2 separate regions of the Ovis aries genome follow, and region 1 is linked to region 2. The links are chromatin contacts, called in public Hi-C maps. All regions are on one chromosome and are shown on one strand. The core of a region is the stretch at or near the end of the contact, and the rest is flanking DNA. Distances in the headings are between cores, read along the strand shown.

Region 1 (6,679 bases), core at 3,858-6,357, 90 kb before region 2:
ATTTTTAAAGAATTTTTCTGCATAAGTCTATGTTCATTTTACTTGATTTTCCCCCAAATGACAGAATTATAGAAATACTTCATTAAGTTATTAAGTTCTTTTTTTCCCTTTGATCAAGAGTTCAAAAAAACTTCAAATGTTTACAAACAATTTTGCTCAATTGTTGGTAACATAAAATAGGATTATTTAAAGCTATTAAGTGTATATATCATAAACATTGATTAAAAGGGAAAATCACAATTGAATGATTTTTATTGATATTCTTAGGGTCACATCTGTTACAAAATTTCTAATTTTCAACTTTCAGTTGTCCAGTCTGTAAAATTTTCATTGTTAAGCCATGCAAAGTAAATAGGAAAGACAGGAAATAACTCTTTACACATAAGCTTCTTGAAAACATAACTCCAGTGTTATTGCTTTCTACAGCATTTTGACAAAAACCACCACATTCAGAAATTCAGCACTGTCAAATCCTTTATTTTTAACAGGCAGCAGCTATGGCCTGAAAAAGTCCTTTGATGGCAAAGTCCTTAACTCCTTTAGTTGAAGCTCTAATAAAAAGTGACAAGTTTACCAAAAAGTTTAAGAGGATGGATTCACTGATGTCAGTTTGAAAAGACAAATTTTTTTCTGGTTCTTCCTCTGCTGACACTGTGATAAAAGAGTTCCTGAAGTTTTAGTTATGCCATGAATTCAGAAAGCATTTTCCTTTCGAGGGAGAAAAAAATGCCTTTTAAACAGACATTCCAGGTATTTAAGTTAGGGTATGAAAGAACAAATAAATAAAATGTCCCACTTTACATCAAGCTCTAGCAATACATACTGAAAATTTTTTAAGTTAAATTCTATGTCAATTTAAATAGGCCTGTACCATGTGTTCCGAGAGATATTTCTGGTTAAAGTAATACTTTTATGCACCTAAATCTCTAATATGGCTGAGCTGAATTCCAAAATGTCTTACAGGTCTAGATTTTGCCAAGGATAATATATTTGGTTCTATCTAGTCCAAAGAAGATTATGTTTAAGGTGACACTGGGAAGACCCCAAGCAGGGTCTTGGGGGCAGTTTTCTGCTGCACAATGTACAACTTTTCCACCCTCTGGAGCGGCAGCCACCCATGAGGCATGTGGACACAAAAAGATCCTGCCAAGGTCACTTGGTATGCACAGGGGCAATTAATTCATCTCCCATCACTAAATCCTCACTTCAGATATCAATACCCTCACGAAGAACTAAAATGCAGCGACTGTAAACTTTTTGCTGGTCAATGTTTTACTGACACTAAACTATACAACAGGGTAATGATATGCTCTTTTGTTAAAGGGAACCAAGCTCCCCATCCCTTCTCTAAAGACCAAAACATTTCAGTATATGACGTCAGACTTTATGTTCCTCTTCCCCTCTAGTCCCCTACCCCAAACAAAAAATAAAATGAACACCAACATCACCAAAAAGCTAAATGACCAGTCCTGTTTTATGCAGAGAGAAATGCCAGAAAGTGAAAAGAATTAGGAGGGAGATAGCTGTTTTGTGATGGCTGACTCAGAACTTACTGGGTTAGTAGCCCTTCACTTAGGCTTCCATCCTCCCCTTTCTTTCCCCTCCACAAGCATTTCACTTTTCCTTTTAAGGATGTCTACAACTACAATGTACTGCAGAGAAGAGGCAACATTATTTATCAGCAAAACAATTTACAGGGATACCTAGGAAGAAAACTTGAGCTTCTTCGAGGCCTGAAACGGGAAAAGGCATTTCATAATCAGGCATGACAACAGGAGTTATTGACAGCTACTCTTCTACAGTGAGGTAACCCAAAACCAAAATTTAGCTTATTACATAATACCTCTAGCCATCTCTTTTCTCCGTGACCCACAGCTACTTAATAAGAGGAAGACATGTAACAAGCTGAACAAGGGGAGGAAAAAAGGAACAGTCTAGTTAGGGTGAGAGGGGAACAGTTAAAACAATCTGACTCCTGCCAAATATAATTATGTAATTCTTGCCATTTTCATAGAATTTTAAAACTGGAAGAGTCCTCCACAGACCATCTGGTCCTACCCTGTCATCTTACACATAAAGAACTCTTCAAAAAAATAAAAAAGCTTAAACCCAAGATCAAGCAGTTGTGTACTGACAAAACTGGGACTTCTGACTCAGGACAGTAAGTATTTTCTTTGATATTTACACGTATATAACAAACAATGTTTCAAAGTTCAAAGTAAAAACACAAAAGTTCATGAATGAATAGCTGCCTCTCACATAAAACATTCATAATTTCAAATTCACCTCTATTACATAAAACCTAGGGGGATTTGTAGAGAAATAATAATAAACAGCAAGCTAGTTGAGACAATATAATCCACAGACGTGGCTGCTGGGATTAATAGCTACTGAAAAGACAAATCTAAAAGATAGGACAATGCAACAGCTTCCAGAGAAAAGAGCTAAAGAAATGGCAAAAGACAGGAGCAGTGTAAAAGTACTGGAATGTGAGTTACATAAGCCAGCTGACTGGAGCGATCAGAATTCTTTACTGCAGAAGGTCTGAAGAATCTGCATTTTAAAATCAGAATCCCAGGTGATACTAGGTGATCCTTAAGGGGATATCTGGAGAAACAATGGTCTTCAGGACACTGTGGTCTGGGAGAGTTAAAGATACTCAAAATTCTTGTTCAGGAGTTCTTGCTCATAACTAGCTAAACCGGATCCTCTTGACCAACCAGGCAAGGAAATGCCCCAGGCAAACACAGGAAGGCTGATTCTGTGCAGAATTCGGAGAGTCAAACTCGGTGGTCACGGTACAGTCACCCGAAGGAGTCAGAACATTATGTAATCACTGTCCCAGCTGTAAGAGACCGTCTGCAAATGCCTGTTACTAAGTAAGGTTTGCATTTACTGTTAAGTGACTGACGGGTTATAATGATTCTCCTTCTAATGTACAGCAATATTCTGTTACTCACTTAAGAGGTCTTTGAGTTCACAGCTCGAAAAAGCATTAGTCATTTTGTATGTGCCAGTTCATCCATGATTGCTGTGTGGTTATAAAGGAAGACAGGCCCTCACAGCTTAGTTCCAGTATTTTTCTTTGGATATGGGGATCTGAGAAAACAGCTAGGAATGGTTACTTTTTTAACTGCTGCTATGACCACAATATTTGAATATGGTGAAATTGAGAAATTCTGAGAACCTGAAAACACAGTCACCGTTTCAGAAATGACAATAAATGTCCAAAATCAGATTTACAGCTACCCAGCAAATTATTCTGATTTTTGTCCAGCGTTTCAAATCTCTTTCACAACAGGAACAGGGAAAAGCTATCTGAAGTGACATCATCGGATCCTTTCTTCCTCTCTTTTTTAGTGAGAGGAATTATATTTGTTCATAGGATTTTTTAAAAGATATGTAATAGGATTAAAATCTACCTAATCTCTATATATGTATTTCAGTCTGTTATGATGGGGTACTTGACTATCAATTTAATTTAGGTACAATGAATGTTAGACAAATACAGAGCTCAGATAATAATTTGCTGCTGCAATTATCCTCTGTGGATTCCAAACATTTTCTCTAAAACCTAGACTCTCTGCAATGGATTCAGGCAAACAATACCAATGCCAAAACGCTTAATCCTTTTAGGCAATCTGTCCACTTCCTATTTCAAGGCAAGACAGTCATTTAAAAAATCAACTCCTGACATTAGTGTTTTTAACTAGAACATTTCCAAAAATCCAGTACAGGCACGTGCAGATTAACACTGTATTTTCAACCATTTTTCACACTGTGTTTCCCAGTAGTAGTAATATATTAAATAACAGTCCTTAATACCTGCACAAGTTACTGGGGTTTTTTTTTTAAGTTAAAACTAAGTTTACCCTACTTACGGCAGGTCTTGAAAAATGCTAACAAAAAAATTAAAAGTTAGGAACATAAATAATTCTACAACTAATTTCTATAGAATTAAATTTTTGCAGCCTGAAGAAGATCTGGTAGAAAGGTTGTGAACCTTTCCTGTTTATTCAACTTCTGAGACAATCACATCCTAAACGACTATTACTGTAGCACGATAATAGTTCCTCTCTGGATTTCTGCTTAGGGCTAAAAGGGGGATTTTGTAAAATAAAGAAAAGTTGTTGAAGGGACCGAGGACAATTTTAAAAGGGATGAAGGACAATTTTGAAAGAGACTTAGGACAAGTTTGTTTAGTTTCACTTAGCTTAAGGGGTTCTCGTAAAGTTGCTGATATAATTTAAAAGTGAACTGTCGGTTTTACACTAACATCCAGATAGTAATCAGTAACCTTTACCGGGAATATTTCAGTTATAAAATGAACAGCCAGAATCTATTCTGAGCAGACCATCACCTTGCCTTCTCCCCTCGCCCGCTCCCTCCTTCTCCAGACCCCACGGCGAAGTTCACCTGCCGCTACCAAAGGGCCGTGGAAAAAGAGAAGGTTAAAGAAAAAAAAAACGCTTTTAAAATTAAGAGGCTTACAGGAGCCGGACTTAGTTCCAGTGCAGTTCAGCCTGGAAACGAAAGTAAGGAAGCAACTGCGGTTTAGGCTTGTAATGATGTCAGCCATCTTAGGGACATTATTTATACTGGGAGGACGTGCCAAACTCTTGTTGTTGTTTTGTCGTTTTGCATGTCGCCGCCGATCTCCAGGTGGAACGAACCCCGGCACGGCTCCACGCACATTCCTCGACTGCACCAAGCACCGTGCACTCGGCCCGGTTCTCCAATCCTCCTCCCCCGGAGGCCCCCAAGCCCCCGATTCCGCGCCGGGCACCGCTTTCTGTACACGCACTTTCTTACAAAGAAGCTGCGCCGGACAAGAACGGGGAGCAGCCCGAGAAAAGGGAGTACTCGGCCCTCTCACGGACCCCCGTCCCGCGCGCGCCCCGCGCTGTCCCGGGGCGCACAGCCGCCCTAGCCCCGCGCAGCTCTCCCGGGGCCCCAGCGGGCCCACTTCCCCGAGCCCCGGCCCTCGGACCTTGCAGTCCACGGCAACGGCGTCCGGAGGGATGATGAGCGCCTCCTCGCCGCTCTTGGACTCGTCCTTCTTGGCCTCCTTCTGGGCCAGAGCCGAGTTGAACGTCACCTTCACCATGGCGCGGCCTGGGGCGCCCTCGGAGGGCGGCGGCGGCGGGCTTGAGGCGCGGGCTGCGGGCTCCTGGCGGCGGTGGCAGCCTCCTCGGCCGGGCTCCGAGCGCGGCTAAGCGGTGGCGGAGGTGGACCGGCAGCTGCGCGGTGGCCGAGGCGGCGACTGCGGCACCAGTCCTGCAGCCTCGCAGCTCGGGGGCGAGGGCGGAGACGGCTGGCTCCCCGCCGGGGGCGGGCCGATCCGGGTGGGCGGGGTCGGGGGCGGGGCCGGAGGCCAGATGGGCGGGGTCCCGCAGTCTGAACCCAGAGTGAGCAACCGATTGCGGGGGGGGGCGGCGAGCCCTGCCCTCATCCCGGATGGGAGGAGGGGATCGGGCAGGGAAGGAAAGAGGGGTGCTCTTGTGCGAGGGCCTGGATTTTGCAGTTCCGATTTCGCTTCCAACCCTGTTTACCGCCGCGCACAGGATTGCAGCTTTTTAGCAAAATTAGGTGAACTTTCCTGGGTCCGCCTGGACCGTGCGTTAACCTCTGGCAGAACCAGGTCGACCCTTCCCTGCCTGCTGCCCCCACCGAAAACCTAAAGGCTGTGGACTCTGGGGGCCTCCATACCTCCACTGTCTAACTTTACTATGGATCCGACTCAGTGGAACACAAATATTCAGTGCTCTCTATCCTTGTGATCTCACTTCTTTATCTTTCCCGGACCCCACCCAAGGGCGTTACCTGACTCACACTTGCCTTGTTTTCTCCCCCCGCGCCGCCCTCGCAAGGTCCCAGGCTGCCCTGCCTAGTCCCAAAGCAATTCAGAGGAAGGTTCTTGGCAGATTTGTATTTCATACATCTCACATTTCTAAAACAAAATGTTCCCCTCTTGTGTAGACTTGGACAGAACCCACATGAACACGGGGCTGATTTGTGATTCATATTCGCTGATGAGTCTTTAGCGGCTTTCTACGAAATTAAAAAAAAATTATGGATAAAGCAAAATTTTGTTTTGAAGAGATCTCATTTACCACTAATTCGAGAGAGGATACGGGCCTGCAGTGATACTGAGTTAATGACGGTCAACAGATGACCCTTTGGATGAATGATTGATCTTGAATCCTTGTTCCACTCCATTCTGTCCACATTAAGCCAGAGATGTGGGCGTACTCTAGAATGTTTCAGCTGTGTCAGCTCTGCTCTGAGTCAACCATGAAGAAAGTGGGTTGAGTGTGAGGTTCTGGGGAATTTGGTTCTGTTCAAGGAGGGGGTTTAAGTCTCTTAGACTCTCCACAGAATCCCACCATGCCTGAGTGCTAAGTCCCTTCAGATGTATCTCTTTGCATGGCTATGGACTGTAGCCCACCAGGCTCCTCTGTCCATGAGGTTCTTCAGGCAAGAATACTGGAGTGGGTTGCCATGTTCTCCTCCAGGGGATCTTCCCAATCCAGGGATGGAAGTTGTGGTCTCCTACAACTCCTGCATTGGCAGGTGGGTTCTTTACCACTAGGGCCACCTGGGAAGCCCATAATCAGACCATAACTCCCTGCAATCGTACCAAGATCTCAGAATCTTCCAGATCATATATTTGCAAGAG
Region 2 (6,477 bases), core at 176-2,675:
GGGGGAATGTGTGTGAATATTATGAATCAGTGCACTTTCCTGTGATCTGGCCTGGCCCATTTTTAGTAGGGGGTTGGTTTAGGGTTAGTTTGTGGTTCCAGAAACTTGCCTACAGTCCAAAGGAGGAAAGAATACCCTCTGGTGGTTAGAGCACATTCCTGCAGGAGACACCCTGGACACCCTAAATTTCAGCCTCCCATCCCCACCCCCGGCCAAGTTGGTCCTGGGACACATGAGCATTATCAGTCAAAGGAAACCACGCTTAGAGAAATCAGCTCCACCTAAATCTTCAGTGATATAAAGAGACACAGGCAGTAATATTTCCATTTCCCAATTACACTTTTTGTTGTTGTTGTGAGTTACTGGGTTATATGTTGTACAGATTAAAATGCTTCATTCTGTTATTTTATTATGGAAAAATTTCTCATCATGATACAAACTATCGACCTGGACTGGTTTTTTATGTGTACCATTATTGATGATGTATCTATCTATCGTTATGCTCATTTCAGGACCATCTGGGCTTTCCAAATGTATCTATTCTCATAAGAGACTTTGTGGGCTCAGAAAGTATTACTAGTCCTGCTGATTGCTGTGATATTCAGAGGTATTTGTGGTCGTAGGTTCTAGTCTTCTTGTTTATCTGTTCTGTGTGTGCTAAGTCACTTCAGTCGTGTCCGACTCTTTGCAACCCTACGGACTGTAGCCCACCAGGCTTCTCTGTCCATGGGATTCTCCAGGCAAGAATACTGGAGTGGGTTGCCATTCCCTTACCAGGGGATCTTCCCGACCCAGGGATTGAACCCATGTCTCTTGCGTCTCCTGCAGTGGCAGGCAGATTCTTTACTGCTAGCGCCAAGCCACTTGAATTGTCATAGTTGGCCGGATTGCCCAGGAGCGTTATCAAAGCAGATGCTCTGGAGAGGCACGGAGCAAGCCTGGTGTGGAATGCTCAGCGTGAGACGGACTTCCCGTGGACCCTGGACTTTTGCCTTCCTGAATCGCTGCCTTTTGCCTCTCCCTTTGGGAATCGTGCCATCAAGGTCACTGTTTCCTGTTCCAAATATTCCTTTTAGTTTCTGTTTTGTGAGAACTCTGTACAAAGCTTTTTCCCTTGACCGTCTGTCCTCCCAGGCCTGAGATGGCTTCTGTAGTGAGCAGAGTTGAATAAACTCAAGGTTCCTTCTCGAGAAGTGGGCATCATTGCCTGCTTCTCCACTTGTCACCAGAGAGTGGAGTGTCCTTGGAGAGGCTGTGGCACCAGGATTTGAGAGGAGAGAAGATAAAGTAGGTGCAGTCCATTAGTTAAGACCTGCATTTGCTTCTTATCAAAATGTGCACTGGCCACCTGCTAAGTGACCAGCTGTCCAGGTCTGCCTGGGACTGAGACACAGGACTTTCGGTGTTGAAACTGGCAAAGTTCCGGGTGAGCAGGACGAGTGGGTCACACCAGTGTGCTTTTAGGACTCTGTGAACCTGCTTTTGTTCCTCTCTTTCCCCAGATCTGATGAGGCCTGTTCCTTATGCCTCCTTGAAAAATCCACAATGTTTGAAAACAGTCACACACTAAGGATTTACTGCCTTTCGAAAGTGCTAGCCATGAAAAACTTTTCATTTGAGTTAAAAGTTACACAAGCATGAACTTGTGTCAGGCATGCCTAAACCACTCTACTGCAATGATTTATCATCATTTATAAGCACGTTGTCAAGGCTGACTGTTTCGGACAAAGTCCAGTGGTGGGGCGGGGGGAGTTGAAGGGATAAACAGATCAACCACAGAAATTACCAAGTGCTGGGCGAGTGGTGTGGGAGGCCAAAGAGCAAAGTGATGACTGTGGGCTGAGACAGCTGGGAGAAGCTTAATACAGGAAGTGGGATGTGGAGAGGGCTGGAGAGGACTCTGCGAAGAAAAGGTAGCTTTAAGTGAGAAGAGCCTCTTCCAGGCAGAGGAAACAGCTGCCTATAGACCCAGGAGAGCAGTGTGTGGGAGCTGCCTAGGCTCCTTGCCCTGAAGCTGAGCTGTCAGATGGGTGATCAGTTGCAAGAGGGTGTGGAGGACCATCCCTGTGTTTCTGTATCGAGGCTTTTGCAATTATTACAGGCACACGGAGCACGCCTTTTCCAGACAGAGGGAGCACTTCTTTCTTCTCCTGTCCCTCTGCCAGCTTTTTTTATAGGTTAGGCCCAGCCTCTCTAAAGAATTACCTGACTGTCTCAGTAAATATTTGGGGTGCAAAGTCCTGGAGCATTGTCAAAACTCTGTGTGCCTGCTCCACCCTTCCTTCCTGAGGCCAGCGCAGGGTGGGGCAGCCCGCAGAGTGTGGGCAAGGAAGCTATCCTTCACCTCCCTGTAAACAGGCTTAGACACAGAGACGCAGAGCATCAGCCCCGGCAACCCCATCCTCAGCAAACGCAATGGACGTTTTCTATGTGAAATGGGCTGGTTAATGACTGTCTGTCTCCCTGACACATAAAACAGGAACCGCTCGGTAGTGGACCTTCAAAGACCTTATCACAGATTGAACGTAACATTGTGCCTGTGGGTTTGTCATTTAGATGTTACTGTATCACAGTGAGTGTGGAAGAGGTTCAGGGTGTACCAGAAGTGGAATCTTCCACCCTTTGGGGCCTAGTAGGTGGTAACCAGTTTTTGTTGTATCCTCGATGGCTACGCCATTCTTTTAAGGTGTGGCCTGCCCCCTTACCTCCCATCTCAATGGCGTGGATTTACCTAAATGACCTTTTTCTTCCACAAATCCCATTGTTCTTTAGTGAAGGGAACCTCTTTCAATGCAGCAAAGACCCTGTGAAGATGTGTCTGTGAACCAGGTAACTGCCAACATAAACGGGGTCATGGGAGACAGAAGCAAAAGCAGAAACTGCCTTCCATGAGATTTGGGAGAAGGGATACCAGGAAGGTTCTTGTACCTCGTCCACCAGCTTTTGACCTGAAAAATTCCTTCTCGTGATGCTTTAGTCTCCCAAATACTTCTGGGAAGATTATACCTTGCCTTACTTTCACACTAAAAATCTGTATCACTATTCTCCTTTTGTGAGGAATAGACAGGGCCTTGAGTATTTAAAGAGAAGAACCCATAGATACGAAAAAACACTGCCAAGTTTAACACTAATGAGCTGCCACTAACGCTAAGAAAACACTGACGAGCCTAGGCAGCTCCCACAAGGAAGTCTTAGCCTCTTTAAACCAAATCTGTATCTCAAGTTTTCTGCAATTTGTCACAGTTTTTATTTGAAACGGTTTGAATTACAGCAGCACTCAGAAAAACTCTCTTAGTTTTCTTGTTTTGGGTTTGTTGCTTCTTAATACTGTACGGTCTTCCCTTCTGTCATTCAATTTCCTTCCCTTGCTCTCACACTCTTTCCGTAAACTATTTTAATCTGTCCTATTTCCGATCCTGAATTCCCACCTTGGTCCCCACTGGTTGTGTTTATTTTTTAGCTCACATGATCCTTTCTTGGGTCGAGAGAGACCTGACTGCCCCAAGATATAACTCTGTCCTTAGAAGACCAAAAATCCGAGGTGAAATCATTGAGTTAATAACTGCATCCATTAAAAATATTGTGATCACCCTCCTGCTTTCATCGGTTTTATCTGAAGACATAGGTTGGCAATTAATAGTTCTATGCTTAAAAAAATGGAAGAGAAATTCCAGTAGATAGTGTGGACTAATCAGACACATTTTTCTTGTTTTAAAAAAAAGTAGCTTTATACTTCTTTTGGGTTTGCTGTTTCTTAATCGTAGCTATAACTGAGACATCTCTCCCCATCCTCTTTGTCTTGGGCATCTTCTTACCCATGTCTCTTTATAAATCATTATTATTATTATTATTATTTAAACAACTTTCCAATGGTTCTGCCCTTGTAATGTCAATTAGATCAGTATCATTTGAATTGAATCCTAAGGTATGGTGTTTGCTATTAGGTTAAACGTTTCCTTGGAGTCGATCCAGTTCTTTTTAACCTTTTTTGATAAGTAATGGCTTTCAAAGTCCTGGCTTGAAGATTCTTGTTTTGAATTAGGAATTTTTATCTCTACATAATTGGAACAATCCCAGACTATATGGACATGGCCCAAGTCTACTAGACAGTTGCCCTTCATTATAGCGGGGCCGCTTGAAAGCCTAGAGGGGAATTCAGGCAGCCCTAGCAGACCAGGCGGCCGAACCAAGAACATCCAGAGGCTACTGTGAGACTATCCTACCACTCCCCTTAATCCAAATTCAGCTGCCAAGTCACACTGTTCTCTCAAAGTTCAGTTAGTCCTGGTTTATGGCTCAACGCACTTTGCATGGATCAGTCCACTAGCCCTTGGCATTCCTCTGAGTCAGGAAGCTGACAAGTGGAACGAACCCAGCTTCCAAATGTGCACTCAGAGGCATAGAAAGCTTAAATAACTGCAACAGGATTACTAATTCAGGCAGCAAAGCCATACACACTTGGGAACCAAGGCGGTATCAAAATGTTCCATAGGACCCAATGTAACGTCCTCCCCAGCACTGGAGCTCCTGTAAGTAGCAAATGCACAACTCTGTGACAAGATAAAACACCTCTGCATGGACTCCTTCTCATTCCAACACTCAGAAGTAAACAGGCTGACTTTAGGCAACATCATCCATGTAGCAGAGTTTTGTCTCCTGGGCCATCTTCTCTCCAAATCAGTTTCCTTTCAACTATGGCCAAGAGTTTGAGCAAGCCCCGGGAGATGGTGAAGGACGGGGAAAGCTTGGAGTGCTGCAGTCCATGGGGTCACAGAGAGTCGGACCCGACTTAGTGACTGAACAACAACAATAACCAGGAGTATGGACTCTGGGACTCGAAATGCCAGAATTCAAATATTGGTCTCACCCCCATGACCCTGCTGCTGCTGCTAAGTCGCTTCAGTTGTGTCCGACTCTGTGCGACAGAGTCCCATAGACGGCAGCCCACCAGGCTCCCTCGTCCCTGGGATTCTCCAGGCAAGAACACTGGAGTGGGTTGCCATTTCCTTCTCCAATGCATGAAAGTGAAAAGTGAAAGTGAAGTCACTCAGTCGTGTCCGACTCTACGCGACCCTGTGGACTGCAGCCTACCAGGCTCCTCCGTCCATGGGATTTTCCAGGCAAGAGTACTGGAGTGGGGTGCCATGGCCCTGAGCAAGTACCTAATCTCTCTGTGACTAAGCTTTCTCATCTGAAAAATAGGGATTAGTAAGAGTACCTTCCCCAGACAAAGCACTTTGGGAGGGAATGAGTTAATCCATGAGCACATTTAGAACAGAACCTGGCCACGCGTACTCAGTAAATGTTAGTTATCCCTCTTGTCACCATGTAATATGCTTTCCTTCCTTGGGAAGACCTCTGGTGCCAGAGCCCTCTCATACTCTTACTTTTTCTTCCTATGGAAATAGCAGAGGATCCAGTATCAGCCATTAACATTTTAGTGAGAAAGAGTTTCATGTTACCTCTGCCAGCTGGCTTGCTTATCAAGCTTTGTCTCTAATTGTGCAGATAATTACTGTTTATGGCTTTCTGGATACCATAAATGTTTTGAGGGAGTGCTGAAAGGTGGGTGATGAGAACAGGAAAAATCTCAATTGCCCTTGACCAAAACCCTCTCTTTAAAACAAACCAACAAACAAAAAAACCTAAATCCCTTCTCCATCCTTATCGTGTTCCTTCCTGCCTTAACATGAATCGCTTTCCCTTCACTCACCCTAGTATTTTATCCAAGACCTCCAATTGCCAGGAATGCAGGGTCTGTTTTCATGGGTCCTCTGCTTTGTCAGTTACTTCTGGTCTAGCTCTCTTCACCCCAGCCCCGCTTTGCTGAGATAATGCTGTTGTGTGGACCTAAAATGAGAAGACTTAACCTGTAGAAGTATAATTTGCATACATAAAAGTAACACAGGCTGCATATATGATTACTTACCAATTAAGCCTAATTGTCTACCAGCATAATAATATAGCTCTGTATTATTAAGTCCTAATAATATTAACTTCATTAGTCTTTATTTGGAAATGGCAAAACTCTCTTCACGTATATTGGGCTTTCCTAATTAGTTGCTGTCATAACCTTATCATTTGATTATAGCCTTGTCCATTGTGGTTTTGCTTCCAGGCAAAACAAAAAGTTTAGGTAATTATTTCATCTAATTCAGTTCAGTTCAGTCGCTCAGTCATGTCCTACTCTTTGCGACCCCATGAATCGAAGCACGCCAGGCCTCCCTGTCCATCACCAACTCCCGGAGTTCACTCAGACTCACATCCATCAAGTCCGTGATGCCATCCAGCCATCTCATCCTCTGTCGTCCCCTTCTCCTTCTGCCCCCAATCCCTCCCAGCATCAGAGTCTTTTCCAATGAGTCAACTCTTCGCATGAGGTGGCCAAAGGATTGGAGTTTCAGCTTTAGCATCATTCCTTCCAAAGAAATCCCAGGGTTGATCTCCTTCAGAATGGACTGGTTGGATCTCCTTGCA

What was found. Hi-C and Micro-C count contacts between places; a contact is called where the count stands out from the background.
Region 1: a Hi-C map of liver shows a contact between it and region 2, with 3 times the contacts expected there. The contact joins the promoter of ITM2B here to the enhancer-like site in region 2. A contact is called at or near these places in 12 of 16 Hi-C or Micro-C datasets (blood, hypothalamus, liver and 5 more).

Annotation. Positions count from the first base shown.
Region 1 is chr10:18,372,411-18,379,089 of ARS-UI_Ramb_v3.0, reverse strand. It overlaps ITM2B (integral membrane protein 2B), which reads right to left and starts at 5,107. Exons shown (of 6, transcript NM_001134304.1): 1 at 4,991-5,107. The coding sequence starts at 5,107.
Region 2 is chr10:18,278,914-18,285,390 of ARS-UI_Ramb_v3.0, reverse strand. All of the region lies in intron 4 of LOC121820421 (a long non-coding RNA gene), which reads right to left. LOC121820423 (a long non-coding RNA gene) reads left to right here. Exons shown (of 3, transcript XR_006060917.2): 3 at 1-6,477. Among named protein-coding and RNA genes, the nearest start is that of MED4, 28 kb to the right of the region's middle. Within about 2 kb of position 1,425, at least 32 of the 54 cell types and tissues checked have an H3K27ac peak or open chromatin away from gene starts, as enhancers often do. A contact at or near this core is called in liver, where this site is marked.